7 separate regions of the Mus musculus genome follow, and all the other regions are linked to region 1. The links are chromatin contacts, called in public Hi-C, HiCAR-type, HiChIP or PLAC-seq and promoter capture Hi-C maps. All regions are on one chromosome and are shown on one strand. Each heading gives the region's core, a stretch centred on a gene start, on an enhancer-like site or on the middle of the called end of the contact. The rest is flanking DNA. Distances are from core to core; before and after follow the strand shown. Region 1 holds the start of 4833417C18Rik (RIKEN cDNA 4833417C18 gene). Region 2 holds the start of Copz2 (coatomer protein complex, subunit zeta 2). Region 3 holds the start of Cbx1 (chromobox 1). Region 4 overlaps Skap1 (src family associated phosphoprotein 1). Region 5 holds the start of Ppp1r9b (protein phosphatase 1, regulatory subunit 9B). Region 6 holds the start of Kat7 (K(lysine) acetyltransferase 7). Region 7 holds the start of Fam117a (family with sequence similarity 117, member A).

Region 1 (4,008 bases), core at 982-3,481:
TTTTAAGGGTATGAGTGTTTTGGCGAGTGTGTGTGTGTGTGTGTGTGTGTGCGTGTGTGTGTTTACCATGTGTATGCAAGCAGTGCCTGAGAAGACAGCATTGGTTCCCTGGAACTGGAGTTGTGAACAGTTGTGAGCACCATGGAGGTCCTGGGAATCAAACCCAGGTCCTCTGGAAGAACAGCCAAGGCTCTTATTTTTTGAGCCTGGACAGTCTGAGTATGTGCTGCTGTCCCTGACTGGCCAGATTTTTGTTGCCTAATTCCAATAAAGATCTTGCTTTGCTGGACTTTTGTGACTGCTTGCGTTGTTTTGGTTTTTCCCGACTCCAACACCGGGTATTGGTATACAGGGATGTCCCATGATGCTGAGCAGTACCTGTCGGTTTTGTCTTATTTACACATCTGTGCCTACGTGAATGGACCCATGTATGTGCAGGTGTCAGGCCAGGGCCCATGTGTGTGTTCACCTCTATGTGTGTTCTACTGCTAACCTATGCTCCTGCCTGCCCACCTTATCCCATGTTCTTGGAGACACTTAGCATTGTCATCGGGTGGGTGTGACCTGTCCGATTTAGCTCTTTAGTGATATCCTACATAGTGAGCTTATTTTCAAGTCTGAGGCTATTTTCCTCTTTTTTTTTTTTTTTTTTTTTTTTTGGTTTTTCGAGACAGGGTTTCTCTGTGTAGCCCTAGCTGTCTTGGAACTCACTCTGTAGACCAAGCTGGCCTCGAACTCAGAAATCCGCCTGCCTCTGCCTTCCAAGTGCTGGGATTAAAGGCGTGCATATGTTGGTATGAATGTGGAAGCCAGGGTCAATGTGAGGTGTTTTCTTTCTTTCTAAAGACAGGTTCTCTCATTGGCTGGCCAATGACCCTTCTGCCTTCACTTCCCCAGCATTAGGACTACAATCCCCAGCATGCCCAGCTCTGACATGAGTTCTGTGGATGGAGCTCAGGTCCAGCATGGTTGCATGCAAGCTCTTTACCTGCTGAGCTATGCCCCTAGCACAGGTTTTGCTATTTTTCGGCAGGCAGTTTTCTTACAGGCTTTGAGAATTTATTTAGATTTATTTGCTATTTATGCATTACACATGCATATCCCTAGTCTGTGGCTTACCTTTTCTCTTAGTATGCCAGGCCCTGAGTGCCTTGCAGTTCACCATTGAGCAACAGGCCCAGATATTTTCACTCTTCTGATGGTACTTGGAGTAGCACAGTCCTCGTCTGTGCGTTTTATTCGGGCTTTGTTTAAACTGAGGTGTAGGCATTCCCCTATGTCGTCAGCCAAGCTCACCGCTTCTGTCACTTTCAGGTCAACAATTCTCTTGGGACTTTCTGCTGTGTTTAGTGTTAACAAGAATCCGATTTCATATTCTTTCCCTATAAGCAAGCACACAGCAGGATGTCAAGTAGGTCCTTTCCCCTAACTCTGTTGTGCTACCTTTTATTATTATTTAAATTTGTGACACCTTTGTTATTATAAACTATGCATAAAGGTGAGGCTGCATCTTGCTTCCCTATTCTGTTCCATCGGTATGTTTATCCATCCAGACATTATCTTAATTTCTTTAATGTACAGTTAACAAGCATCTTTATTTTCTGGTAGCGCAAGTGTGCCTCCTCTCACGTCTTGATCTTTTTGAGGTTGCGATGGTTCATTCAAACTGATCCATTCAGATGTTTTAAAGAGTGCGTGGGTTGTGTCTGCAAGAGGCATGCTTAGAGAATTAATCGGAGAGTCGGGAGAGGCTCCTTTTGGTTTCCATGGCATCCTCCCAAGGGTGAGAACCTATAGCCACCGTGCCAATCACTCTGTAGGGAGACCATAATGCGTCAGCAGGCTCCCTCGTCATTTATCCCACAGGGACGAACACAAATCCCAGATCTTAATCCAAAGAAGATACAATACTCCCTGTACATATTTTCCACCCGCGGCGCGATGCAGCTAAAGAAATCCTTAGCGATTCCTGCCCTTCTCTCGGAGAAACACCTCATGGACGGTGAGAAACTGTACTGATCGCCTGCCAGCCTGACTAAGTGACTGTTGTCTAATTGAAACACAACCTCGCTGGGTGAGCAATGCAGAACCAAAACACGGGTTTATGACCCCTAAACGCACAAGCCTCGGGGAATCGCTCTCTTGTACCCAATCAGAGGTCCCCTGGCACCACTTACCCGCCCCCCGGCCCCGTCCGGCCACTTCATTCGCGGCTCACAAAGCAATCCTACCGCGCGTTCTGCACAGCAGCCAATCAGAGGGTAGGGGGCGGGGACTCCGAGGCGCGGTGTGTGCAGCGGTACTCAGACAGGAAAGCCTCGGGATCCTTCGGGTTCTTTCGTTTTCCCTCCTGGGTAAAGTTATGTTCAGTCTTCCATCAACTCGTTTATTTTTCCGCCCGACTCGGCGCGCGTGCGCAGTGCCTCCCAGCCCAGGCTGTTCCTGAAATGTAATCGTGTTGAGACACAGGGAGGGAAGCTGAACGTCCATTCTACAGGTCAGTGCATTCCCTGCGGAGGCTCGGGTTGGTTGCTACTTCCTGCAGGCCCCAAAACAGGGATTCTAAGGCCAAAAAAAGGTTCAGTGAGGTCCCACCGAGATTTGAACTCGGATCGCTGGATTCAAAGTCCAGAGTGCTAACCATTACACCATGGGACCTGCTGGCGGCTTAAGGCGCCCGGCAGCCTTCTCAAGCCACATGACGTTGGGCAACCTTTTCTAAGCTTCGCTACACTTGGCTTGGGCCCGTGGCCGGTGGCCGCGATGGCGGGCAGACACGGAACCACCGAGATTCTCATGTCCTTACGAATTCCAAACGTTCATGGGCCCCGAGGTGTCTGTCACCTCTTCCGGTGATCCTCCAAGGGTCCCGGCTCTTGACCCCAAGTCTCGAGGGCGGCTGGTCGTCCGATCGGACCAAGTCCGGAGAAAGCCGGCTCCGGTCCCGGACTCCGGGCAGGAGGTTCGGCGCACGCAGCCTGGGCTTTCTACTTGTTTTCTGCGTTTATATCAGGAGGGCTGTGGCTAGGACGCTTTGGCCCAGCGGGGAAGGACGCGGACTGGCACGTGGTGGCACAGCCGTTCAAACCCCGGACGAAACCTGGGGTACAGACGGGGATGCTGGAGAGTGCGCCGCACGTGGATGCCGCAGCCCCTGCTCCGCGCTATGCAAATTATCTGTAGGGAGATTGGCGCTTCCAATTCAGCACTTCCCCCCGCGCTTCAAAAGGCCGGACTACCGAAACTTCTAGTGTGCCGATCCTTAGAAAAACCCAGTCAGAATTTTAACAACAGACACCCACCATTCAACACACCACGCGCACACACACACATATCCCGCAAAACAACAACAAAATCCCCACTTCTGCACTGTCTAGTCTTTCATTTTCCCTAAATGTGTTTCTGCAGGTCAGTCAACACTTTGACTCAGCAGTTCACCTTCGGAGCATTACCCTAGTGGACATCCATCTGTGCCTCGAGGCTGCTTCAAGGATGCTCTGGACTATGTATTGTTTATTATAATATAGTGAGGCTTGGCCCCATAATGATGGCTATTGTATAAGTCCTCTACAAGAGTTTAAGAAATAACCTGTGTGCGAGGCTCAGATAAGCACTAGGGACACCAGGAATGTTAACTACACAGGAATGTCTGTTTAGTGAGAGAGATGTATGACGTGTCTTCTGCCCAGAAGGCTGGGAGCAGATGTGGGTAATGGCCTGTGACCTGAGACTGATAGGCTGAGATCTCACCAGTTCCTCCCTGGACTCTTATCGGTGAGCATGTTTTTCTCAGTCTATAGAAACTATCTTTCTGGAAGATGTCACATGTACTTTACAAAGAGTTCCAGTGCAGTGGTGTCCTAAGCTGTGCTGTGCACAGGTGATTGGGTTAATTATCACCAGGTAAGTTTTCACCAAATAAACTACTTGGGGTCAGGCTTGCAAAGTTTGAACCAACACTGGCTGCTTAATTGTATTGAATTGAGCAACCTTGTTTCCTACAGATCA
Region 2 (4,008 bases), core at 1,097-3,596, 990 kb after region 1:
ACAGTCTGGATAGGGGTGCAGAACTCAGCTTCTGAACACACAGCATACAAGACTAACCCCAACACACATCTGACTGTAACTCTTGTGGCACTCTTCTGACACTCTCACATTGATATACATGCAGACAAAACACCAATGCACATAAAATTAAAATAATTTATATATTTTAGTCAGAAGACTAATTAGTTCTTCCTCCTACCATGTCCATTCTGGGGATTAAACTCAGGCCAGAAAGAAAGTGTGGCAACAGACTGCAGTGGTGAGAGCCAGCAAGTGAGAAAGAGTAACCAGCAGAGCAGCCTTTCGATGAGTTATTATATTATTATTATTATATCATCACTGAAAATCTATAGACCAGGCTGGCCTTGAACTGCCTGCCTCTGCCTCCCAAGTGCTGGGACTAAAGGTGTATACCTATACCACACCACACCCAGATTATTATTATTATTATTATTATTATTATTATTATTATTATTATTTATTGAAACAGGCTCTCCCTATGCAGCCCTAGCTAGCCTAGAACTTGCTGTGTAGACCAAGTTGGCTTAAAACTCACAGAGGTACACCTGTTTCTGCCTCCTAAATGCTGGGATTAAAGGCATGCACCACCATACCCAGCAAAGTTTGTTTTTTTTTGTTTGTTTTCTTGCTTGCTTTTGTGTGTGCTAGCTTCTCCATATGTGCACCACATCTGTGGAATGCCCAGGGAAGCTAGAAGAGGGTGTCAGATCCCCCTGGAACCGGAGTTACAGGTAGGTGTGGGAACTGAACTTAGGTCTCCTGCAAGAACAGCGAACAGTCTTGACTATGGAGCTGTCTCTCCAGTCCCCTTGGTGAGGATATTCAAGATGAAACTTTCAAGCCACTAAGATCACTCGGTAGATAAACGCACTTGCCATCAAGCCAGACAATGTAAATCCAACTCACAGGACCTAGACGGTAGATGGAGAGAAGTGACTCCTTTAAGCTGTCCTCTGATCGCCACGTGAGCCCTGTGTCACACCCTCCCCTCATCAATAATTACTAAGTAAAATAAAAGCGTAAACAAAAGGATCAGTAAGAGTAATTGTTAAAAAACAAAAAAAGGTGAAAGTTGGAAAGAGAAGTCTTAAGCAGAAGGAAGTCTGGTGTGAGCGACTGTGATGTTCTACACTGAGGCTGTCAAGGGCAGAATGGGAAAACCCGTGGAACCCTCCTACCCAACTAATTAGCCCAACCAGCTTGAAAAGGTCACACGAAGTCTGACTCCTCTCAATGGGTATGTCTGAAAACACCTCCCTAGGCACGGTGACTTCTGACATACAATGAGAGCGCTGGCTCGAGTATAAGACACATCTGTCAGTGTTGTGAATGGCTGGCTGCCCAAGCACCAGTAACTACCTCACTGTATGTGGTCATACTCTGGCCGGGTTAGTCCACAGGCTCAAGCTGGACTTCAGGTGTGTTGTGACCCTACTGGCTTCATCCACCTCTGGGTCTTGAAAAATGTCTGGCGGAGGTGTCCTTCAGCCCATGGTTCTTTTCCCCAGGTACTATGAGGGGAAGCGGGGAACTCTTCCGAGTGGAGAGGTCTCACTGACAGGCTCTGTCTTGAGATCAAAAAGGTGACTTGAGGAGCTGGAGAGATGGCTCAGTGGTTAAGAGCCCTGGCTGCTCTTCCAGAGGTCCTGAATTCTATTCCCAGCAACCACATGGTGGCTCACAACTATCTATAATGGGATCTGATGCCCTCTTCTGGTGTGTCTGAAGACAGCGACAGTGTACTCACATTAAAAAAAAAAAAAAAATCTCAAAAATTAAAAAAAAGAGAGTTCTTCAGCACTCGGGAGGCAGAGGGAGGCGGATTTCTGAGTTCGAGGCCAGCTTGGTCTACAAAGTGAGTTCCAGGACAGCCAGGGCTGTATAGAGAAACCTTGACTCGAAAAACCAAAAAAAAAAAAAAAAGAGAGAGAGAGAGAGAGTTCTTTTTTAAAAAAGTGACTTGAACTATTTGTTCCAATGATACCTACTAGGAGGTCCTGAGGACAAAGTGAACCTAAACTGAAATTTGGGCTGTCCCAGAACAGCCACATGGAGACCTCTGTGCACCAAAGCCACAGGCGCCCTAGGCCAGAAGAGGCAGTAAGTGGGAAGAAAAGAGTAGGCTCTGGTTCACCTGAAAGACTGGGAGGTGCACAGAGGAGCCCAGAGGGAAGAATCCAAGTAGGGAGACGAGGTTCTGCAACGACGTGGGGGTCGGGCAGAAAGCTCGCCCAGAGAGAGAGGACGCACACAGAGGCCAGCCACGCAGGACTGGGCGGAGGGGCGGCGTCGCGGGGGGCGGGCACGGGGCGGGGCGGCGCTGTCAGTGCAGGCAGCGAGCGGAATGCAGCGGCCGGAGGCCTGGCCACGTCCGCACCCGGGGGAGGGGGCCTCAGCCGCCCAAGCCGGGGGCGCAGCGCCGCCCACCCGAGCCACGGAACAGCGGGTAGGGAGCACGGAGTGTGGGGTCCAGGGGCAGCAGGATCGGTGGTCGGGGGCAACTGATTTACCTCGGGCTTCTAAGCTGGGAACTTTGTGCCACCACTGCCCAGCCCCGGAGAGGGAGCCCGGGCCCAGGAAGGGGAGAAAAAGTTTGTCCTGGAGCGCACGGGCGAGGAGGCCTTGCCTGAGTGGAGTGTCGCAGGAGGGGCTGAAGTTCTGGGGAACTCGCCGCAGTTATAACCGACTTGGGTGGCCGGGATGGAAGCGAGATTCTGGCGGGACGAGGGAGGAGTGGGAGTGGCGAGGTGGTCTGGTTGGGTTCCCTTGCTCCAGAATGATGGCCGCGCGCATCTGGAACTGGGGGTCAGCTGGACATAAGGAGGCTCGTCGCCGCTGTTCCCCGGGCCTAGGTTCTGTGATACACTCCGACTCGGGCTCTGGAGCAGTCAGTGCATGACAGAACTTGGGCCCGGTAGGACCTTCTGCACCCAGCGGACTCAGCGCCCACTCCTCGGACCTGCAGTGAAACATCTGTCTGGGAGTGGAGTGGGCACCGGAAATGGTCCATGTGGCACGGGGTTGGGCTGGAACCAGCTATGGGTTGGGGATTAGCTGGCTCCATAGAGCCCTGACTCGGTGTCCACTTTGAGTCAGGGGTTCCTTTCCCTTGTCACTTTCAGGAACCTTCTCTCTACACCATCAAGGCTGTCTTCATCTTAGATAATGACGGGCGAAGGCTGCTGGCCAAGGTAACCCCTCCCCGCTGGAACCTCGAAGACAGTGCCATATGTCCAAGACAAGCGGTCCCCACCCAGCCCTTTTAACTCCACCTATAGGAGAAACTCTGCATTTTGGGTGGCAGAACAGCCCAGCTTAGATTCTCTAGAGGTCACTTTGTCCACACTATGCTTTATCAGTCTAACAGCGAGGGGCTGGGTGCGTGAGTGGGGATCCCTTCGGTTTCTTTCTCATGTTCCCTGGCGAGTCTTCTCCTTGTCCTTGTCCTGGCCAGCTGCATCCTTGGCGTGGGACGCTCCACCAAAGGGATCAGTGGATAGTTGAGCCTGCGTCCTAGGGATCTGAGTTCCTAATCCGAGTAGACAAAGTCGCCTATGTGTATTTCAGCTAGGTAAACACGAAGGACTTAGCATAATAATGTAGTAGAATCAGGTGCGATTGGGGAGACCATCTAGTCTCCCTCTTTCACTTCACAGATGTAGACAATGAAGTCTAGTGACGCTAAGTAAGTTGCCTAAGGTCACAGGGTTAGTCTCACGATTGCCACCAGGACTCAGGATTTAGATGTGAGGCTCAGGTAGTTTTCCTCGAACTCCCATTCAGTTATCCGGTATCCATTCTACATGGCCTGGGTGAGATGAGCTAAAACTACATTTAAAGCTAAGTTTCAGGGTAGATCAGATGGCTCAGTGGGTAAGGCTGCCAAGCAGCCTGACAGCTTGAGTTGGGTCCTGAGTTCACATAGTTGAAAGAGGAGCAAATTCCTCAGGTTGTCCTCTGACCTCTATTCTTGTCCCTCTACAAAAC
Region 3 (4,008 bases), core at 658-3,157, 930 kb after region 1:
GACCAGGGGCTGGGCTGCCCTTCCCCCAGAGGCTCCTCCCAGCCATTTTGGTTACCTTCCTACCCCATTTTTAATGCTTTCCCATCTTGGTTGCTGCACCTGGTTCCCCTCTTTCCTTCTCTCTGCCTTCTCCTCACATGGCTTAAAGGCATCCAGAACGGGTGGGTTGTCGCCTGGTTTTGGAGGCTTGACCCAAGTATTTTTTCAGGAAGAATCGGTCTCTTTTGACTAATTTTTATATAACATTGTGAAACTAACCCTCTTTTTCTTTTGTCTTAGTTTTTTGAACAGAAAAGTTGTCACTGTTTCGGGGTTTTTTTGATTTTTGGTTTGTTTGTTTGTTTTTTTTTTTAAGACAAGCTCTCACTCTGTAACCTAGGCTACATAGTCTAAACTGCGCTTTTTTTTTTTTTTTTTTTTTTGGGTTTGCTGTTGTGTTTGTTTGTTTGTTTGAGACAGGGTTTCTCTGTGTAGCCCTGGCTCTCCTGGAACTCACTCTGTAGAACAGGCTGGTCTTGAACTCAGAAATTCTCCTGCCTCTGCCTCCTAAGTGCTAAAGTGCTCTTAAACTCCCAGCAATCCTCCTGTCTCAATCCCGGGTACTAGGATTAAGAGGCTTGAATCTGGCCTTGGAAAGTTTGATCAGTTCTATTATCAGTTGGACATCTCAGTTATTCACTTAATCACATATTCAAGGAATTTTTACCAATAAATACTGAGAGTCAAAACGTGACCTTGTGGCCGGGCGTGGTGGCGCACAACTTTAATCCCAGCACTCGAGGCAGAGGCAGGCCGATTTCTGAGTTTGAGGCCAGCCTGGTCTACAAACTGAGTTTTGAGAGAAACCCTGTCTCAAAAAAACAAACAAAAACAAACCAACCAACCAACCAAACAAACAAACAACCAAAATGACCTTGTCCTTGCTAGAAACAAACACCAAGGATCCTGAGTGTCGTGGACACAATGAGTCATATGAAGCGTCTGTCCTTACTGGAGTTCCTAGTTCAACAATTAGCAGCAACCTACCTGAATCAGAGTAGCACCCGTGTTAAAGAATGACAGCCCAGCCGTGGTTTTTGCTTAATTCCGTTTCTTTAGACTAACTTGATAAAGGATGTTCACAGAGATGGAGAAATCCCCATGAAAGTCACCCACCGGCAAGGGCAATAAAGGGAAAACTTTGAATGTGGTGGTCTGTGTTTGTAATACTCGGCATTTGGGAAGTGAAAACAGGTAGATCAGACTTCCTTGAGACCCTGTCCACTCAACAGAACCAACAACCAAAAATAAAACAAGAATAGAGAGGGAAGGAAGGGGAAAGAAAAAAAGCAAATTCAGAAAGTGTCGATGGTGTCTACCTAGACGGTTAATCTACTGCTTTCTGAATGGAGCAGTGATTCAAACTGAGAGGTAGGAACCCCAGTCAGGTGGCAATAATAGGTAAGATTGCTGGACATTATTGAAGGTGATTTGATAAATCTCAGGTGACGAATACAATATTTTTCTTTTAAACGCAAACGGACCAAACATCAACGGGCTAGTTTCCAAACCTGCAGTGTCCTACTTTTGTAGACTGAGTAAGGAATACCAGCACGCGCCTGGAATCCAGCACTTTGACATTTGAAGCAAAAAGAAAGGCCACGAGTTCGAAGCCACCTGGGCTGCGTATCCTGTTATTAAACAAACAAACCCCACCACTACCCATCAATTTCCTAGACTGTAGAGTTATGTTCTAAGTAACAGTCGACTTCGCCTTTCCAGTCAAAAAAGAAAACAAAACTACGAAAACTCCCTACAATCCTTGAAAGTGGAGGTGGGCGGCGCGGGATTCGCGCGGTACTTTGGGATCTGTAGTTTCTGGCCGACTCTTAATCCCAAGGTGCCCTGCGGCGGGTCGTCGCGTCTGCGCAGTGCAGGCGGCGGGCCGCGCAGAGTGAGAGGCTCTTTTGTTCGGCTGAGGGGAGGGCCGTTAGCGGGGCCTGCGGTACGCCGCTTCAGCGGGACGGTCGACTTGTGGCCACACGGCTCTTTGCTCCTCTGGGCGCGCTACTCCCCTCGGACCGCCCGACGCAACGCGCGAGTAGCGCGGCACCGATTCCTCTCGGACTCTCGGGCGCTGCTACGAGGTGAAGAGGCGGGCTGGAGGCGGGGTGTGTGGGGGGAGGGGACGCGGCAACGGCGGGAGGCCGCGGACCAGCGCGGGCCGCTAACGGAAGAGCGGAGACCGAGGAATGGGGGGCGCGCCCCGGCCCAGCGCCCGCCGGGTCCGCTTCCCGCGCAGAGCTCGCGGGTTGCGGGAGTGTGGAGAGGGCGGGGCAGCGAATCCAGAGCCCGGGAGCCGAGTGGTTCGCGATGAGCGGAGCCAGCGGAGGGTTAGCTTTTCAAGAACTGGACCAAGAGCGTTTGACCCGAGTGAGGGACTCTAGAGTTGGGCGGGAGAAAGAAAACTTTGGGACGTCCATAAGGGGGACAGGTGCTTTTGGGTGTGCGTGGCAGGGACCACGACTTCGTACTCTCGAGGTTTAGAAATGTAACCTGAGAAAGCGGACACGGTGGCAATCGCAAGCAACCCCCGTAGCACTTGGAGGAAAGAGAGAAAAAGTAACCTGAGGATATTGGGTCCAGTTGCCACTATCAGAGAAGTTTCTCTTGCCAGAGTTAAGAAGAAGTAACTTCCAATAAACTTGAACAGGAGGATTTGGGCAGCTCACGGTGTGCTAGCGGGGAAGAGATTTGTTGAATCCGTCTAGGGGTGGGGGTGGGGGGTCAGGCATTTTCTTGACCTTGTCTAAAAGTGGAGTTGCTGGGATAGGTAGGGTAGAAGTCTAGAGTGACTGGTCAAATGTGGAAGAAAATAAAGGGTCCCTGGGGATGTAACTTAGTTGGTAGAATGTTTGCCTAGCCCACTGCACAGGCCTGAATTCAATCCTCTGTACCTTATAAATTCGGGCTGGGCTTGATGGCATTCATGTAGCCCTTGGGAGCGGAAACAGGACGATCAGGAGTTTAAAGCCTTGCCTGGCCACCAGGGGAGTCAAGAAAGGGTGAAAAGGCCACTTTGTGCCTTGTAATGGGTCTTCAGTGTGAGTTGGGAGGCTGTGGAAGAACACGTGTAAGGCAAGACTCATCCAATGAAAGAGATCTGTTCTTTGTGCGTAAGCCTGGGGGCCTCAGTTTACCTCTCAGGATCCAGGTAAAGGTGGAAAGAGCGAGCAGACTTCACAGAATTGCCCTCTGAGCTACAAATTAGGGAAATGGCAGGGACCCTCGAAAGCAGGTGCATGCCCACCGGCAGCGAGAATATTTTTATTTAAAAAGCAGTATAGAAATATAGAACTCATTTCGGTGTGTGGTACTGAGGACCTTGCACACATGTAAGTTATCTACCACTGAGTTATGTTCCAATACCATAAAAAGGTTTTTTGAAAAATGAGTTATGCTAGAACATAGGGTAACCTCTCCAGTTTTGTGTTAAGAATCATGTCAGCTTTTTGGAATAGTTTCAAAAGACCTAAGGTTTTCTGGTAGATGTATGGCTACAATCAAGAAATTGGTGCCTATACACTTCCTGGATGCTCTCTAGGCATATCTGGGAAGTGGTGTGTTGAAAAGAGCCCAGTTAGGCCTTGCTGCATGCACTCCTGTAATCCCAGCCAGCACTCGGGAGGTGGAGCCTGGAGCAGCAGGAGTTCAAGACCTAGGAGGAAGGAGGCTTTGCTTCTTAAGATCTGGGCAGTGAAAGATCATTTCTGGTTTCTGTTTGTTCAACTTTTTATCAATAGCTTTATGATAGATTATTTAAACCTTCCCTTCTAGGTATTTTTCTGAGCAGTTAAGAAAAGTAGAGGAGGGTTGGAGAGATGGCTCAGCGGTTAAGAGCACTGACCGCTCTTCCGAAGGTCCTGAGTTCAATTCCCAGCAACCACATGGTGGCTCACAACCACCTGTAATCGGATCTGACACCCTCTTCTGGTGCATCTGAAGACATCTACCATGTACTTATTTATA
Region 4 (4,008 bases), core at 461-2,960, 880 kb after region 1:
CAAGGAGAGAGCCTGGAAGAAGGAGACTCAAGGCAGGGAAGTAAGATGAGCATTTAGAAAGGGGGAAGATGCCAGCTTTTAACCCTGGACTGTCCTTGATGGCCCTGCTGGGATCGGGGGATGTTTGCTTGCTTGCTTGCTTGCTTGTTTTATTTAACATGTATTGGTATTTTGTCTGTACATATGTCTGTGCCCTCAGAGGCCAGAAGAGGGCTTTGGACCCTCTGAGACTGGAGTTACAGATGGTTAATGGGTCACCATATGGGTGCTGGAAATTGAAACCGGATCCTCTGGAATGGTAGGCAGTGCTCTTAACCATTGACCCAGATCTCCAGCCCTGTAATACACACACACACACACACACACACATACACGATACATTATATATATATATATATATATATATATACATACATACATAAATATAGTACATGATAGATAGATAGATAGATAGATAGATAGATAGATAGATAGATAAAGAAATGTACTTCATAGTTATCCAAACAGCCTACCACTTGTCCTATACTCAGGTAGGTTATTTGTGTAACCTTGAAAAAAAAAAAAAAGCCGGGCATGGTGGCACACACCTTTAATGCCAGCACTTGGGAGGCAGAGGCAGGTGAATTTCTGAGTTCGAGGCCAGCCTGGTCTACAGAGTGAGTTCCAGGACAGCCAGGGCTATACAGAGAAACCCTGTCTCGAAAAAAAAAAAAAACAAAAAAGAAAAAAGTCACTTAAACATTCTAGGCTTTAATGTCCTTATCTGTAAAAAGTAGGATAGTTTCCATTCATAGGGTTGTGGTCAGAGAATGTATGTTAAGGCATATTTACCCCTTAAGTAATGACAACTCCTATATTCTTCCTTCCCATCCACTAACACTACACCAAAAGGACCCTTTGTGTTGGGCATTTCCTTATGATTTCATTAAATCATTGATACAGTAGAGCAAAATGAGGGCCAGCAAGATGGCTCTGTGGTTGAAGATGCCTGCCACCACGCCTGCCCCTTGAGTTCCATCCCTGGGACCCACATGACAGGAAGAAAGAATCAACTCCCAGAAGTTGTCCCCTGAGCGACACATGCTTGCCTGTTGGCACATGCGCATGCACAAGCTGTGGCACTCACACGCACGCACACACATATAAACAAATTTAATTCCTTTTGGATATATATATATATATATATATATATATATATATATATGTAATGAGAAAAATGGTCATACACCAAGAACTTCTCAGAAGCTCCATCGGTTGAGACACAAAATAAAGTTCTCTCACGTAGGTAAGAACACTCACTACCCAGTGAAGAGGCCTATGTGGAAATCCACTGTGTCTTTGTGGTTTAGAAATATCATCACTGACACCAGAAAGTCTCCAAAGCTCTCTTCCAGAAGAGGCCTGAGCCAAGTACCCATCTCAGGAGCAGTAACAAGGACACAGCAGCAGAGAGCCCTCCCGCGGACCGCCCCTCAGCACATCCAAACATTCCGAGGCCCCATGCCGCTTCATGCCCACTTAACTCGCTGACTTCTAATTTGGATCTTAAAATATATTAGAGAAAGATTTTAATAACGAAGCGGATGTGAACATCCAGCGGATGTTCCTGCACTCCTTTTGGGCCCAGAGATTTCTGAGCGGCTTTTGCTGGTAAGAGCCTCTCTTCCTCCCCCTGGAGGAGCCAGGACACAGCGCCAGACACAGCAGGGCGGTTTAGCGCTTTTCAGTGGCTCCAGATTGTGGCGCTGGTGCAGGTCTCCTCATACGTAACGGATCACTCCTGAGAGCCTGCCCCTCGTAAATTACTTCCCACGATGCCGGCGACCACCGCAGAATTCGAGTTTGAACAGAGAAGAGAAAAGGTGTTTGAGAGGCCTGTTCACTCGGCTGCATTTTAATTTCCTTTTCAATCTTGTCCCAATTAATTTCACAGAATTAATCTCACAGAAGCAAACTCGGCGGCACTGAGGCTGTGTGGTTTTAGTGTGGCGGTCGCTCTGCCTGAACATGAAATAGGAGCTAATATAAAAATCCATCTGCTGTGTTTGAAATACACACCGGCTGCCGCTCGGTCCTGTCCGACATTCCAAGCATCAACAGCAGGGGGGAAAGTGATTTGGGGGTTAGTGACCATCAGTACCTGGCAGGGGTTCAACAACAGGTGTACTCCAAAAATCCATTCTGTCTGAGCACCATGCATGACAGGGCAGGTGCTGAATCACTCTCGGGGCGAGGACATGGTGTCCTGGCTTAGCTCCTTGTATGTGAGGGCTGCAAGGGCCCTCTGGAATCCACTCTCCGGCCTCTTAAAGGATAAGTAAGATGCCTCTGTTTGGATTAGAGAAGTCACAAGTTTCCTGTCAGGGAAGTGGCCTGACTTCCAGCCAGCAAGGTTTTCCCTTAGAAAACATTCCTTCTAAATAGCATAGGTGCTTCTGCTGTCTGAGATACCACATCACTGAATGGCCAATGGGAAACAGATCAGTTCTAGAACTGATTTATGGCAGTAACATGAGCGGCCCAGCAAATAAAAAGGAGAAACTTTGTAGGGTGTAGAGGCTCACACCTTTAATCCCTGCAGACTGAGGCAGAAGCAGGTAGATCTCTCTGTTGAGTCCAAAGCAGCCTGGTGTACATAGCAAGTTCTGAGCCGGCCAGGGACATATATTGAGACTGTCTCAAAAACCGAAAGGAAAAACACAGTTAACTGGAAACTAGAAGAGCCACATACCCCTTGCCTCCTGTGGAGGTAAACTGAGCCAGAAGGATGCATCTCTGAAGCTTGGGTTGTGTCCTTCACTGATAAGGCTCTAAGGCCTTATTTCTTTGGGAATCAGCATTGGAGCAACAAGTTGGGCATTCCTTAGGGTTGATACGTGATGGCTTAGCCAGGACAGGAAGGTCTTTTCAGGGCTCTGCAGTGCCCGTCTTTGGGCTGACATCTTAGCTGGTGGAAACAGTGTATCATGAGGCTCTTCATGTGGGTAGATGGACTTTCTATGAACTAGGATAGATTCTGTTACCTGGGATGGAACAGCTGTCTCTGGCTCCCGCTGCCTAAATGTAGCAGGCCTGGCCGGGCATACCTGGGCTGTGTTAACATAATGCCTGTTGTAAGGGGACTTAAAAAACCCAGGGGTTTCTTCCCCCTTACCTCCTTAAAGGACTACTTAAGAATATAGACCGTTCTCTTCCCTTGGGCTGTTCCTTCCTTCCTTTCTTTAAAAAAAAAAAAATCTGTATATTATTTGAGAGAGAAAGAGAACGTGCAATGATATTTCCTCTTTTAGGTGTGTTTAGTTGAATGTGACAACACCGCTCATAAAAACCCCTAAGTTAATCCCTTCGATTGCTTTAAAGGAAGGATTTATTTATTTATTTATTTATTTTTAATTTCAGGGCTCTGAGGGAAAGGAGGTGTTTGGTGACATCTAGTGTCCATTTAGGACTTCCTCAGGCGTCGTACCCCCAGCTTGACTGAGTGGGGGTGGGGGGATGGGCTAAGGTTATTTGGGAGGTAATTTGGGAGTCGTAAGTGGGGAAATATAGGCCTGGGGCACAGACTGCCCAAACAGTGTGATGAAACTGATCAATGCCTGTCAAAGAACTATTATTCACCTCTGACCTAACCAAAGGGGTAGGCAGGGGTAGACCATCAGAAGCTATCTTTTCTTATTTATAATGGCATGGGGGAAACGCAGAAGGTGTCCCCGCCACCCCATTGCATGTTAACAAGCAGGTCAACACCGTGCTGTGATGACGAAGATGATGATGGTGGTGGTATTTTCTCTCATTAATAACCCCTTTGGGAAGCAGGAGTTAGGGGGATGCGAATGGGATTTGGGGTCAGCTGGAAGGCAACGGTCATACACCGGTCAAATTCAGTGGAGGCCATTCCTTTCCCCCAGACAGGAACCAATCGTCTAGAACAAACCCTGGCAGCCTCATTCCTTGCAGGTAATTTTTATAAATGAGGGGATACCCATTCCAGGAGAGGACAAAAGGGAG
Region 5 (4,008 bases), core at 822-3,321, 870 kb before region 1:
AGAAGGAAGCCCTCGGTTGGAGTAACTGCTCAAGCCTGTAATTCCAGCACTCAGGAGGTGGCGGCAGTTGGATCAGAAAAGTTCAAGGTCATCCTTGACTAAGTATTTAGTTCGAAGCCAGCACAGGATACTGCAGGCCCTTTCTCAAAAAACAAGCCACTGACTGCCGTAGCCGGGTTAGGGTGAAGGGCTCAAGCCCCAGACTTGAATTTGAGAACATGTCCTAAAGCTTGTTCATGAAAGATGGGTCAGGAGGGGAGACGGAACCTGGATGGCTTCTTTACCCTGCACAGATCCCCAAACGCAGAACTGGGGAGGGGTAAGTCTCCTGCCCACTGTGCAAAAATGCAGGGGGCATCCGAAAGCCTGAGATTTGGGTTCATCTCCGGCTCCAGATGAGAGCCAAAAAATCTTCCCTCTCCTGGCACACTACTCTAGGGAGCCAGTCCAGTGGTTCTTGGCTCCTCCCCATCCCAATCTTCAGGGTTCCCAGGCGGTTTCCCCACGTCCCATCCCCCCCATGCACAGAGCTCTTTCGCACGTGCCATGGGTTAGTGTCCCACAAAACCCACACACGGAGAACGGAAGGGTAGAGGGTTCCCTCTATGAGCTGGGCCAGGCCAACCGGAGAGAGTGAGAAAACGGGAAGAGGAGGAAGAGGATGGAGGGGAAGAGGGCGGGGGAGGAGGCAGAGGCCGCAGGAAGGCCTGAGATGCAGGAAGCAGCTGGGGAGAGGGGGGAGGCTTTGTGCCTGAGTTGTTTTCTGGGTCCTAGTGTCCACCCTGTTCAGTTCCTGGGAATCTACCAACGACTGGAGGAGCTACACATCTAGACCTGACTGAATATTGGACGGATCCTCACTGCTAGATTGGGGAAGGATAACGGGCATAACAAGGCCCCTTGTTGTGTATGTGAGGAATGAAGGAGCTCTAAAGAAGCTGAGTTTTCAAGGTGGGATTTGTAGGGTACACACACACACAAACACGCTTGCACACAAGTGACCAGAATCCTCTAAGTCTGAGACCCAACGTAGAACTCTCAATAGGGAAACTTTAGCCCTGGGACTCTAGAATCATTCCTTCCAACCTCCCCCAACACCTTACAAACCTTCCTGTTTCAGAGATCTTTTCTGGCAGGTTATGAAGGCCAGGATTCTATACCTCTCCCCAAAGGGGTAGGTGAACAACGTCATTTTAAGACTTCCCAAGGCAAAAAAGCATCTTTGGTAATCTCCTGCCATATGGGTGATGTAACCCCCAACCCTGTCCCTTTCTTCATTTCTCCTCCGGACAGAGCACCACAAAGATTGCTGGGCCCAAGTTTTACATTCTGAAAGATGAAAAAAAAAAAATTCCTATGGGGAATTGTTAAAATGAAGAATCCCAGGTTCCGCCTCTGAGATTCCCCTTCACCTTTGGGAAGGAGCTAGAAATTATGTACTTTGATCTAGCACCCAAAAGTTTTGTTGCTGGTACCCCTGAACACTCTAAGGACCTTTAGAGAAATGATTAAGGGCCCTCCCCACAGAACCCCTTCACTTTGTGGGAGGAGAAGGCCAGTTCCTGCTGTGGCTGGATGGCTCCCCGCCCCCAGGGTTAAATGAGGGGACGCCTAAGTGGATTGTGAAAAGCCGAGTTTGGGATGGGAGGGCTGAAGAAGAATAGCCAAGGTCGGTGAAGCTGCGGAAGGCTGTCCGCCAACTATGAGTAGGAGAGACCAGGCGACAGGGTGGAAGGGAAGGGGAGGGCTCACAGGCTCCGGCCCCGGAAATCCGATCCCTTTAGGACCCAGTGGTACCAGTCCCCCAGCGGCGGCGGCGAGAAGGGCAGCCGCTCGGTCTCCGGCAGCCGCGGTTCGGGCAGAGCTAGAGAAAGACCGAGGCTCGGGGCGCGGGGGGGAGGGAGGGAGGGAGGGAGGCGCGGCGGAGCGGCCCGGGTCAGCGGAGCAGCCACGGGCGCGGGGATGCCGGGCACCCCGAGAGCCAAGGCCCCCGGCCGGAGTAGGGGGCGCCTGCGCCGCCAGCGCCGCTGACACCGCCTCGGAGGATGTGAGCCGGTGCCGTGGCCGCTGCTTCGCGGGCTGGGCGCGCGGTCCCAGCAGCTCCAGCCAGCCTCCGCTTCTTCAATTTGGGTGGGGGCGACCGCACCAGGCCGCTAGAGCTTTCGAAGGGGGCTGGCTGTCTTTGGCAGCTTGGTTGGGGGAGGCGACCCACACAGGGCGCTCGGAGATTTTTTTTTTTTAAAGCAGGGTTAACTGTTTTTTGGCAGCTTGGTTTCTGGGGGACTCTATAGAAGGCCTTTCGGGATTTCTTTCTTTGGGGGGAGGGGGCGGTGGTCCCGACTTGGCCAGCCGCCTGCTGGAGGGGGGCAGCGGGGAGCAGGGGGATGCGAACCCGGCTCCCCCAACCATGATGAAGACGGAGCCTCGGGGGCCCGGGGGTCCCCTCCGGAGCGCCTCCCCGCACCGCAGCGCCTACGAAGCGGGCATCCAGGCACTAAAGCCTCCCGATGCACCCGGGCCCGACGAGGCACCCAAGGCGGCCCACCATAAGAAATATGGCTCCAACGTCCACCGCATCAAAAGTATGTTCCTGCAGATGGGCACCACCGCGGGGCCGCCGGGTGAGGCAGGCGGAGGCGCAGGCATGGCCGAGGCCCCACGGGCGTCCGATCGCGGGGTGCGCCTGTCCCTGCCGCGGGCCAGCAGCCTGAACGAGAACGTAGACCACAGTGCCCTGCTCAAGCTGGGCACCAGTGTGTCGGAGCGCGTGAGCCGCTTCGACTCCAAGCCCGCGCCCTCGGCGCAGCCCGCTCCTCCGCCGCACCCGCCGTCCCGGCTGCAGGAGACGCGGAAGCTGTTCGAACGGAGCGTCCCCGCGGCCTCGGGTGGCGACAAGGAGGCCGTGGCGCGGCGGCTGCTGAGGCAGGAGCGCGCCGGCCTGCAGGACCGGAAGCTGGACGTCGTGGTGCGCTTTAACGGCAGCACCGAGGCGCTGGACAAGCTGGATGCTGACGCCGTGTCGCCGACGGTCAGCCAGCTCAGTGCGGTCTTCGAGAAAGCCGACTCGAGGACCGGCCTTCACCGTGCACCCGGCCCCCCTCGGGCAGCCGGGGCGCCCCAGGTCAACTCGAAGCTGGTCACTAAGCGGTCCCGGGTGTTCCAGCCACCGCCGCCGCCTCCCGCCCCGTCGGGGGATGGCGCGACCGAGAAGGAGCGTGGCCCCGGAGGGCAGCAGCCCCCACAGCACCGGGTGGCCCCTGCCCGACCTCCGCCTAAGCCGCGGGAGGTGCGCAAGATCAAGCCGGTGGAGGTTGAAGAAAGTGGGGAGTCTGAGGCCGAGTCGGCTCCCGGGGAAGTGATCCAGGCCGAGGTGACGGTCCATGCAGCCTTGGAGAATGGCAGCACCCCGGCCACCACAGCCAGCCCTGCACCCGAGGAACCCAAGGCCGAAGCGGTCCCCGAGGAGGAGGCGGCGGCGTCAGTGGCGACGCTAGAGAGGGGGGTGGACAATGGCCGGGCCCCGGACATGGCACCTGAGGAGGTGGATGAATCCAAGAAGGAGGACTTCTCGGAAGCGGACTTGGTGGATGTGAGCGCCTACAGTGGACTCGGGGAGGACTCTGGGGGCAGTGCCCTGGAGGAGGACGATGAAGAAGACGAAGAGGACGGGGAGCCCCCCTATGAGCCGGAGTCAGGGTGTGTGGAGATTCCCGGGCTCTCAGAGGAAGAGGACCCGGCCCCGAGCCGGAAGATCCATTTCAGCACCGCACCGATCCAAGTGAGTGACCCCCCTTGGGCCCCCCGAGCTGCCCTTGCCACGTGCGTGTGGTCGCTCCCGCCCAGACATCCGTGTTTGGCAGGCTGAGTCAGCCCCTGCCACCCAGCCGGGTTCCCAGAAGTTCCCACAATGAGGGAGGCGTGGGGGAACTTCCAGCTGTTTGTCAGAGTGGGAAGGTTTTCAGGTCTGTGATTGTGAAGGTAGCCTGCTGCGACCTGCCCTCAGGTTCC
Region 6 (4,008 bases), core at 1,033-3,532, 550 kb before region 1:
AGTCCCAGGCCCCAACGCTTTATTCAAAGAATAAGCTCCCTGGGGCCAAGTATGTTTGGAGTTACTAGATTCTTACAGAGGACACATATATCCTGTGATTAACAACCCACACTAAAAACATTAATATTTTCTAGCAAACAGAAATTTAGTATCACACTACATGAGGCATATAAAAAAACTAAATAACCTAAGGATAGATTAGGACAGATTGGCCATCAACCAAGTTACCAACATATTTACATTTGGGTTTTGTTGGTTTTGAGATAGGTTCTTGCTATTTAGCTCAGGCTGGCCTGGAATTTATTATATAACCCAGGTTTGCCTTAAGCTCAAGATGAGCCTCCTGCCTCAGCCTCCAGGATGCCAGAACTACAGGTGTGTATCACTATACCCAGCAAGAACTTACATTTTCTTCTTCTTTTTGAGTCAGGACACCCCAGCATATCAGCCATGTGTACCTCAAACTATAGAGATCCACCTCCCAAGTGCTGGAATTAAAGGCTTGTACCATAACATCCAGGAAGAATTTACATTCTCCACTTTTACATTTGGAAACTGCTAAAAGGAGACTAGATCATTCCAACAAACCAGTAGGTCTGTCTCTTGTATTTGGTATGCCTGGATATAAATACTACCTGTCGAGCTGATGAGATGGCTCAGCAGGTTAAGAGCACTGACTGCTCTACCGAGGGTTCTGAGTTCAAATCCCAGCAACCACATGGTGGCTCACAAACACCTGTGCCCTCTTCTGGTGCGTCTAAACTCAGCTACAATGTACTCATGTATAATAATAAATAAATCTTTGGGCCTGAGTGAGCAGAGGTCCTAAAAATTCAATTCCCAACAACCACATGAAGGCTCACAACCATCTGTACAGCTACAGTGTACTCACATACATAAAATACATAAATTAATCTTTTAAAAAAATACTACCTGTCAACTCTGGTCATTGCAAGAGACATTAATGTAAATATTTAACTTGGAAAGCTTCCATGAAGAGTGATCTCTGCAGAAATATGAATACCAACCGTCTATCCATCCAAATATTTCATTCAAAAATCTGACCACAAGTAAATAGAGGCACAGAATGTCACTAAAAGGCAAACTTTAGGGTCATCTCAGCCAAAGACCCTGACACCCGTCCATGACCTATCAATTCTGCCTGGCTTAACCCTGAAAATCAGCTCTTTACTTATTTCCCACGTTAACGGCTTTCTTACAGTGTATACAATTTCAAGCAGAGACTGTATGAACTATGGTTCTTTGTGTTCTTCTCTCAACAGCGATAACCCTTTAAGCCAGTGATCACGCATACTTTTCGAATTCCTAGCAACTAGCACGTAACACTGCTCTTTGCATTTTACGACTGAACATATGGGGCAAATGTCATACAGTTCAACAAACATTTACTGACCAGGAAATGTCAAACTGAACAAATAGGTGGAAGACGGTGACTGAGACGCAACAGGCCTGCGAGCTATCCCTTGGGGGTGGGCGCTGGCTTTCTAACCACCCATCCTCGGCTTTGTTGTAATCCCCCCACCAGGAAAGGAAAGTGGTCTTCCCAACTCGCCTTTACAACACCTATCGCCATCTCTATCCGGAAGGGCGGGGCGTTGGTCGCCCCAATCCAGGCCTTGCTAAGCCGCACCCGCCACAAGAACAGACTGCAAAGCTGGGCCAATAAAGAGAAGGGAGAGCATTCGCCACAGCCAGTCGGAGAGCACCGGGGCCAGACCGAGACACCGCCCACGCACGCGGGGAGGTGACCGTTGGGCCCAAACAGGCGGCGTCACCATCCAATCAATACGCTTCTAGACATTTCCGCGACCAATTAACAAGAACGCCTCCGATCCGGGCAAGCAGAGGGCGGGAATAGTTACAGGCATAGGCCGAGGCCAGGGTCGGGCCCACATTTTTCTGTCTGGTACCGAGAGGAGACAGAGTAGCTAGGCTAGGTTCGGGGGACCAGAAAGTTGGAACCCAAGCACGACGAGGCGTGGCCAACCGCGTCACGTTACTCAATCGACTCCCCTTAGAAACCCGCCATCCCTTCTCTGCCATTTCTCACCTTCCTTCGCGGCATTGCCGGCGGCTGCAGCCCGACGGTTCCGATTCGGGCGGCGGCAGCACCAGCAGGAACGGGGGCTCCGGCGGGCTCCGTGGCGGCCTCTGTAGCTGTCCCAAACCCTGCGGACGATCCCAAGTGCCTCCTACCTCTCAGCGTCTAGAGCCTTCTGCGCAAGCGCCGCGGGCTGGAAGCGCCTATTCCTTAACTTCCGGCTGAGGCTTGCGTCACCTGACCTTTAGGCCAGTGAGGATCATGGGAAGCTCGAAACTCTTAGTGAGGCCAGTCAGCGCCATTTTGGAATTGGGCAGGAGACGGCACCAGTGGTGAAACCTTCGGCTAGACCTTTTTAGTTAGGTAGGCGGCATTCGTGTGGGATTAGGTAGCCATGATTGTTTGGGGCAGAAGTCTGGCAGTTGAAGGTAACCGTTTTCATCTTTACATTGGGCAAACTCTTCCTTCCTCGTCGTTTTAATTTGTGGCGTGGAGGGAGGAAAACCCCAGAATCCATCAGGTTGTCGATCTTTAACTCTTTCATTTCCTAGTCGGCCGAAGGACGTTTCCGTTCATTCTGTAAACTCCGAACTGGCAAGAGATATTTTGCCCAAGGAACTGCTGTAAGAGCTATTCCGTGTTCCGGAGTGGTGTGAATGGGGCTTGAATAAAGGATTGACAGGGTCGTTGTCGGTCTTGAAGTGGGGTAGAGTGTTCTCTTTATGCCTTGTCCTTGCGTTAAGAGAACAAGAAGTAAGTTATGAGATGATGCAGAGCCATTCTCAGGATGCCGGAGCGCCAAAGAATTTCCAGTTTATCTCTGTTGTGAAACGCCCCCGGCTTATCAGTGCTCTGCTTTGGTTTGAGATCTTTGGGTGGCCCGGAGAGGGGCGGAGGACGTGGTTTGAATGTGAGGGTGCTGTACCAAAAGTCGGAGAAGTGTTGAACCTCATTCAGCCCGTGTGACCTCTGTAGCACAAATGCAAGAGCCAAGAACTGAGTGGAGAGAGAAATAGTATTTTGAAAGACACTAGAAAGGGAGTGGGTATTCAAGTAATAATAAAAGGCCATAAGAAGAAGAAATTAAGACTAGAAGAAAGAGCTATACGAAAAGTCTGGAACCAGGTGGGGGGGTGGGGGTGGGGGTGCATGCTTTTTGAAGCAGGCAGATCCAAATCATGAGCTTACGGCCAGCCTGGTCTACATGGCCAGTTCCAGGCTAGATCCTGTCTCGAAAAAGAAAAGTCTGGAAAGTGGTTTGTAGGCCTTGAAGTTTTAGCCTCAGAGGACTTGAAAGAACCAAGGTGAACCAAGAGTGACTTGCTGGAATCAAAGCAACCTCAGTAATTACCAAGATAGAATTCTGGTTCCAGATTTGTGTGTGTGTGTGTGTGTGAGCTGAGCACGCACTCATGACCAGGTGAGTGCTCAGAGGACAACTTTGGGGAATAGATTCCTAACTTCCACCTTTGTGGTGTCTCTGGGATCAAACTCGGGTCATCCAGCTTGCTGAAAGAGCAAGTGCTTTTATCCCCTGAACCCCCACAGGCCCCTATCAGAATTTCCATTTGAGGCTGGCTAACCTGGAGAGAGGCTTTAAGAACAGAATACAAACCTGATTGACATGCTAAACAGAGGACTCTTCGGAGTTAAAAAAATTCCAGACCCTTAGCCCACATTCCCTGGGGCTGGGGGTGGGGAATAGCTTAAGCCATTGTTGACGCCATTAGCATTCGGTATTTTGCTTTTAGTACTTAGTATAAATACCTTTTAACAATCTTTGTGAGTTGATTTGCACATAAAAACTTGCTTGAAAAGGGCTCAGATATTTTCCTTTGTATTATTTTAGCTCTCTCGTGTTTAATCCATTCTATCACTGTTCTTTTCACGTAAGGATATGTTCCTGGGGCTACTCTGGAATGTTCTAACTCCCTAACTAGTGCTAA
Region 7 (4,008 bases), core at 869-3,368, 520 kb before region 1:
AACACGATGATGTGTAAGCTGCAAAGCACTAGACAGATGTTGGCACACCAGCCAGATACATGTCATTGTAGAAAAAAGTTCATGAAACGTTTTATAAGCATAGAGATCAAGCAAGGCTCAGATCTGGAGTCAGCCTCCAGGGTAACCCCGAGCATGGGGCTTCTTTCCAAAGACTCAGTAAAGAGGGCATAGTAGCCACCTCTCACTTTCAGTCATAATGGATGAATGAAATAGTATGCAAAGTACTTGATATGTATCTGGCATGCAGGAAGGGATTCATTGAATATTAGGGCTATTGCTGTTGGTTTTCTCAGTGAGGCTGTGAGACCCAGGGGTGGAATACGCCTTGATAAAGGCAGAGATCTGAAGTGTATGAGAATGTTGAGCTAATTGAAATTGAGAATTCAATCTGCTTCCCTCATTTCCCTCCATAGCCGGAATCAAACCTAAAGCTTTGAGCATTCCAGGCAGGTATTGGCCCACTGACCTCCATCCCCAGCCATCAGATGTACTTTTTAAAGCTGAGCTAGCCTGAGAATGGCTGAGTTTTAATTCCAACCACCAGGTCTTATTCATCCCTATCAGGCATTTAGTAAGACTGTCGTCCTCATGGAAAAAAAAGAGTACTATTTTCTTCCATCACAAACAATCTATATGTCAGAGCTTGAAGCAAATCGTTCAAACATGAAAGTAGTGTCTTTGCAGAGAAAAATCTTTTCACAGTATGTTCCTTTGCCTCCATGTTCTGTGTTCTGGTCTGATTTTAATATTCAGCCAACTGTTGCATTCCCACTCTGAGCGTTATCTGCTTTCAGTATTGGATCCCAAGGTACTCTCGCAGCACGCACACCCAGTTTACTCCCTTTCCTCTGATTAGTAAGTGTGGCTTCAAGGGAATACCTTTAAAAAAAATACTAAACTCGGTAGAGACTGAAATAGAAAGACAAATCGGTAGCAAGGTCAAAATTAGAATTCATAACTAAATATAAATCTAGAGGGAATTATCCAATTACTTGGATGGTCCCTTCTCACAGACAGTCCAGCGTTAATTGGCTCTGTTTCTTTTCCATATATAGAACAAAGTAGCAAGAGTAATGGATTTTTTTTTTTTGAGATGCATTGTTTTAATAGTATCTTAAATACTGCTTTTTCTTTTTTCCGAAAATGTGTTCACATATACATAGCATATAATTTTCACAGCTTGCCAGTATTCTCTTTGGGGACCATCTGGTCTTTGACTTGTAGGTCAGAGAGCAACTGAGCTGGAAAGACAAAGATTTCCTAGTGGAGTCACTATCAAACTTGATCAGATTTATCATTTACTTTGTTTTGCTAGGTACACTTACAATGGATGGTTCTGAAGGGAAATTCCCAGCTCCCTTTTAAAGGCTCAAGTTAATTTACAGACTAACAGCTGTTTTTATTGAGATTGGACCAGCTTCAGGAAGGGACTTGGAAACGTAGAAGACAAATGAGTGTCATGTGAGGCGAGGTAGCCATTAAATGTACGAATTTAATGCAAAGCTCATGCAAATGATAGGCAAACCTTCTATAAATTTATCGAATCTCAGTTTGGAGTTTGTCAGCTGCAGTGAAATCTCATGAGAATTGAAAACTAATGTTTTTTAGTTAAACTAAATGTAATGGCTTTTGAAGTTAGGCATTCTCAGTCCCATTGAAACTGCTTAGAGTTTGACACTACCACCTTTAAAGATTTCAGTAGTGTTTGATTCCAGTCCACATCCAGCCCCGCCCCCTGCACAGCCTGACATCACATGGCATATATTTGCATACTACCTGGGACTGGGTGTGACGATCCTCCCCTTTGAACCTTCTCATTGGCAGTGCTGAAGAACCAGCCCTCTACTGGAAGGTCCAATCGGCAGCCTTAAGGACATTAAAAAAAAAAAAAAAAAAGAAAAGAAGAAAATCAGGAGGGTGGGGGTCTTGACTTGATGGCTGAGCACATGGACCAATCATCCTCGGAAACAGAAGAGCCCCGCCATGGATTGGTTGAGGGGGAGGTCCTGGGACTCTGTAGGCCAATTAGAACTCTGGGCCGAGGGGGCCGGTCCGCGCCCGTAGGGCAGATAAGTAGCGGCCGCGGGGGTTGGGGGCAGTGTGGGGCTCGCCGTGGGGGTGAGGCGGCAGGTAGCCGGGTGGGCCATGTCCGGGGCCGCAGCGGGCGGCCGAGGCGGAGGTTCCTGGGGGCCGGGGCGCGGAGGGGCGGGGGGTCTCCGGCGGGGCTGCTCTCCACCGGCGCCCGCTGGCTCCCCCCGGGTCGGTCTGCAGCCACTCAGGGCTACGGTCCCCTTCCAGCTGCAGCAGCCTCACCAGCGCCGGGACGGGGGTGGCCGCGCAGGTGAGCCGGGTCCGGAGCGGGTGCTGGGGCGACGGGCTGGAGAGTACTAGAAGTAGATGGGAGGTGAGAGAAGAGAAAAAGGGGCGCTCAGAGTTCGCGAGGGCGGAGGGAGCGAAGGCGAGCAGCTGCGAACCTGCGGTGCAACTCCGGGACGGGGTGCCGGGTGCATGGGCCGGGGACCAGAGGGGAGGGACCTGGCAGATGGAAGCTAGCTTTGGGGGGGCGTAACCGAAAAGTGGTCCGAAGTGTCCGCCCGGGCGGTGTGAGAAGTGCTAGAGTGCGTGCAAGGAGTGTTGTGGGCGTCCGGAGTCGAGGGCTTCACTGGGAGCCAGAACCGGTGGGCGCTGGACGCCTGCTCAGTGAGGGGGAGGGGCATGGAAGAGAGCCGGGTGGAGCCATGTGTTACTTCTCCTGCTTGAGTTTGGCCCCAGCGTCTCTCTCTATGGCTCTCGAGTTCCTTTCTTCACCACTTCACGTGCGCTTTCACATTATGCTTCTTCCAGGAGATGATTTGAACTCAGCCCGTTGGAATAAGTTAGTTTAACGGCTTTTACTTCGGTGCAAACATACCTCTGTTACCGATTTTCTACATTCCTCTCGGGGTAGCCCCGAAGTTGAATGTTCCCATATCTCTGACTTGCTTAACATGGCTGTCTCTTTCCAGTTATTCTGTGCGTGTGTGCTTATGTACAGGAGTTGGGCAGTTTGCATCCTACTTCTTGCCTCCTCCGAAGGTGTTTTGCCCTGAGCATTCCCAGCCAACGTGGCAGTGGAGTGCTTACAATCAAGTATGCTGTGTTAAATACCCCACTTTCTGAACAGCGCCGAAGCAGTTTCTTAATAGCAGCTTGATGTGGTGGGTGTGGGGAAACTAGGGTGGAGCAAATTTAACCTTGCTTTCACACTTAAGGCTGTGATGGGACCCACAATTGCAGGCCCTTTGGAACGGAAAGGGAACCTACTTGCATGAGGAGGTTGGCAGTAAGTTAAAAGTGAAGTTTGCGTTTGATTCACACCAGATGTGAAAGGATCATTGCACACTTCCTAAGTCTAAGTTTGTACCAAATGTACAGAAGCTATGGTCCCTGCCATCCTACTGTGACAGTCCCTACACCAGTCTCTTGTGCTTTCTGCAGATGACTAAGCTTGGACATTGCATATCCTCTTCCTGAAGGTATTCTGTTACAGGAGTCTTGCTAGATAGGAATGGGATTCATCGGGTCTTTGAGGTAGAAAGCCAAGTCTATTTGGACCTCACTGTATGTGCTAGTATCACATTCTGGAACGCAGAACTTGATCAAATCTGGTAGCAAGATGGTGACCAAGTAGTCAAAGTATGTGTAGAATCTGGTGGTATAGAAGAAGGCAATGCCCAGACAAACTCGTGCCTATCGTCAACTATAAAGCAAACCACAAGACTACAAACCTGTTGGTTTTGTTTGGGCTTCCTTGAAACCCAGGGAAGCTAGAGCAGCAAGCACCAGAACCTTCATCACTCTCGGGAGAAATTGACAGAAGCCTTGCCCGTGCAGTAGTTAGAAATTGTTTAGCCATCATTTTAAGAGCAGTTGTTTTGTGATCCCTACAGAGCTAGCATTAGAAGGGAGAACAGTGTGTGTGTGTGTGTGGGGGGGGGCTGTGCAAAG

The links. Promoter capture Hi-C pulls out the DNA fragments that hold promoters and counts their contacts. A called contact is a pair of places that touch in the nucleus more often than the background predicts. HiCAR-type assays count read pairs that join an accessible place to other places. HiChIP or PLAC-seq counts read pairs in DNA pulled down with a chosen protein or histone mark.
Region 2: an H3K4me3 HiChIP or PLAC-seq map of forebrain shows a contact between it and region 1, with 5 times the contacts expected there. The contact joins the promoter of Copz2 here to the promoter of 4833417C18Rik in region 1. A contact is called at or near these places in 5 of 39 promoter capture datasets (cranial neural crest, hippocampal neurons, liver and 1 more) and 5 of 115 datasets of contacts at active chromatin or transcription factors (the NIH/3T3 cell line, embryonic forebrain, forebrain and 2 more).
Region 3: a HiCAR-type map of astrocytes shows a contact between it and region 1, with 4 times the contacts expected there. The contact joins the promoter of Cbx1 here to the promoter of 4833417C18Rik in region 1. A contact is called at or near these places in 1 of 39 promoter capture datasets (hippocampal neurons) and 4 of 115 datasets of contacts at active chromatin or transcription factors (astrocytes, bone marrow-derived macrophages, embryonic hindbrain and 1 more).
Region 4: a contact with region 1 is called in a promoter capture Hi-C map of hippocampal neurons, with 4 times the contacts expected there. The contact joins the enhancer-like site here to the promoter of 4833417C18Rik in region 1. A contact is called at or near these places in 3 of 39 promoter capture datasets (hippocampal neurons and liver) and 2 of 115 datasets of contacts at active chromatin or transcription factors (astrocytes and embryonic forebrain).
Region 5: an H3K4me3 HiChIP or PLAC-seq map of bone marrow-derived macrophages shows a contact between it and region 1, with 5 times the contacts expected there. The contact joins the promoter of Ppp1r9b here to the promoter of 4833417C18Rik in region 1. A contact is called at or near these places in 3 of 39 promoter capture datasets (liver and pre-B cells) and 2 of 115 datasets of contacts at active chromatin or transcription factors (bone marrow-derived dendritic cells and bone marrow-derived macrophages).
Region 6: a Hi-C map of forebrain shows a contact between it and region 1, with 5 times the contacts expected there. The contact joins the promoter of Kat7 here to the promoter of 4833417C18Rik in region 1. A contact is called at or near these places in 2 of 484 Hi-C or Micro-C datasets (forebrain and uterus), 2 of 115 datasets of contacts at active chromatin or transcription factors (embryonic stem cells and pancreatic cancer cells) and 3 of 9 other capture datasets (adipose tissue, liver and pancreatic islet).
Region 7: a promoter capture Hi-C map of pre-B cells shows a contact between it and region 1, with 2.5 times the contacts expected there. The contact joins the promoter of Fam117a here to the promoter of 4833417C18Rik in region 1. A contact is called at or near these places in 1 of 39 promoter capture datasets (pre-B cells), 1 of 484 Hi-C or Micro-C datasets (embryonic stem cells) and 2 of 9 other capture datasets (adipose tissue and liver).

Annotation. Positions count from the first base shown.
Region 1 is chr11:95,856,586-95,860,593 of GRCm38.p6, forward strand. It overlaps 4833417C18Rik (RIKEN cDNA 4833417C18 gene), which reads left to right and starts at 2,232. Exons shown (of 2, transcript NR_045187.1): 1 at 2,232-2,497; 2 at 3,409-4,008. It overlaps Gm38959 (a long non-coding RNA gene), which reads right to left and starts at 1,866. Exons shown (of 3, transcript XR_880173.3): 1 at 1,120-1,866. It overlaps n-TQttg6 (a tRNA gene), which reads right to left and starts at 2,658; the gene lies at 2,587-2,658.
Region 2 is chr11:96,847,530-96,851,537 of GRCm38.p6, forward strand. Copz2 (coatomer protein complex, subunit zeta 2) reads left to right here and starts at 2,347. Exons shown (of 9, transcript NM_019877.2): 1 at 2,347-2,467; 2 at 3,144-3,212. The coding sequence starts at 2,366. Mir152 (microRNA 152) reads left to right here and starts at 2,864; the gene lies at 2,864-2,936.
Region 3 is chr11:96,787,228-96,791,235 of GRCm38.p6, forward strand. Cbx1 (chromobox 1) reads left to right here and starts at 1,908. Exons shown (of 5, transcript NM_001362560.1): 1 at 1,908-2,126.
Region 4 is chr11:96,734,406-96,738,413 of GRCm38.p6, forward strand. All of the region lies in intron 10 of Skap1 (src family associated phosphoprotein 1), which reads left to right. Among named protein-coding and RNA genes, the nearest start is that of Snx11, 41 kb to the right of the region's middle. Within about 2 kb of position 1,711, at least 24 of the 459 cell types and tissues checked have an H3K27ac peak or open chromatin away from gene starts, as enhancers often do. A contact at or near this core is called in hippocampal neurons, where this site is marked.
Region 5 is chr11:94,989,141-94,993,148 of GRCm38.p6, forward strand. It overlaps Ppp1r9b (protein phosphatase 1, regulatory subunit 9B), which reads left to right and starts at 2,072. Exons shown (of 10, transcript NM_172261.3): 1 at 2,072-3,778. The coding sequence starts at 2,408.
Region 6 is chr11:95,307,964-95,311,971 of GRCm38.p6, forward strand. Kat7 (K(lysine) acetyltransferase 7) reads right to left here and starts at 2,283. Exons shown (of 15, transcript NM_001195003.1): 1 at 2,072-2,283. The coding sequence starts at 2,086. It overlaps Gm11520 (predicted gene 11520), which reads left to right and starts at 2,453. Exons shown (of 3, transcript NR_155298.1): 1 at 2,453-2,490.
Region 7 is chr11:95,334,900-95,338,907 of GRCm38.p6, forward strand. It overlaps Fam117a (family with sequence similarity 117, member A), which reads left to right and starts at 2,119. Exons shown (of 8, transcript NM_172543.4): 1 at 2,119-2,362. The coding sequence starts at 2,167.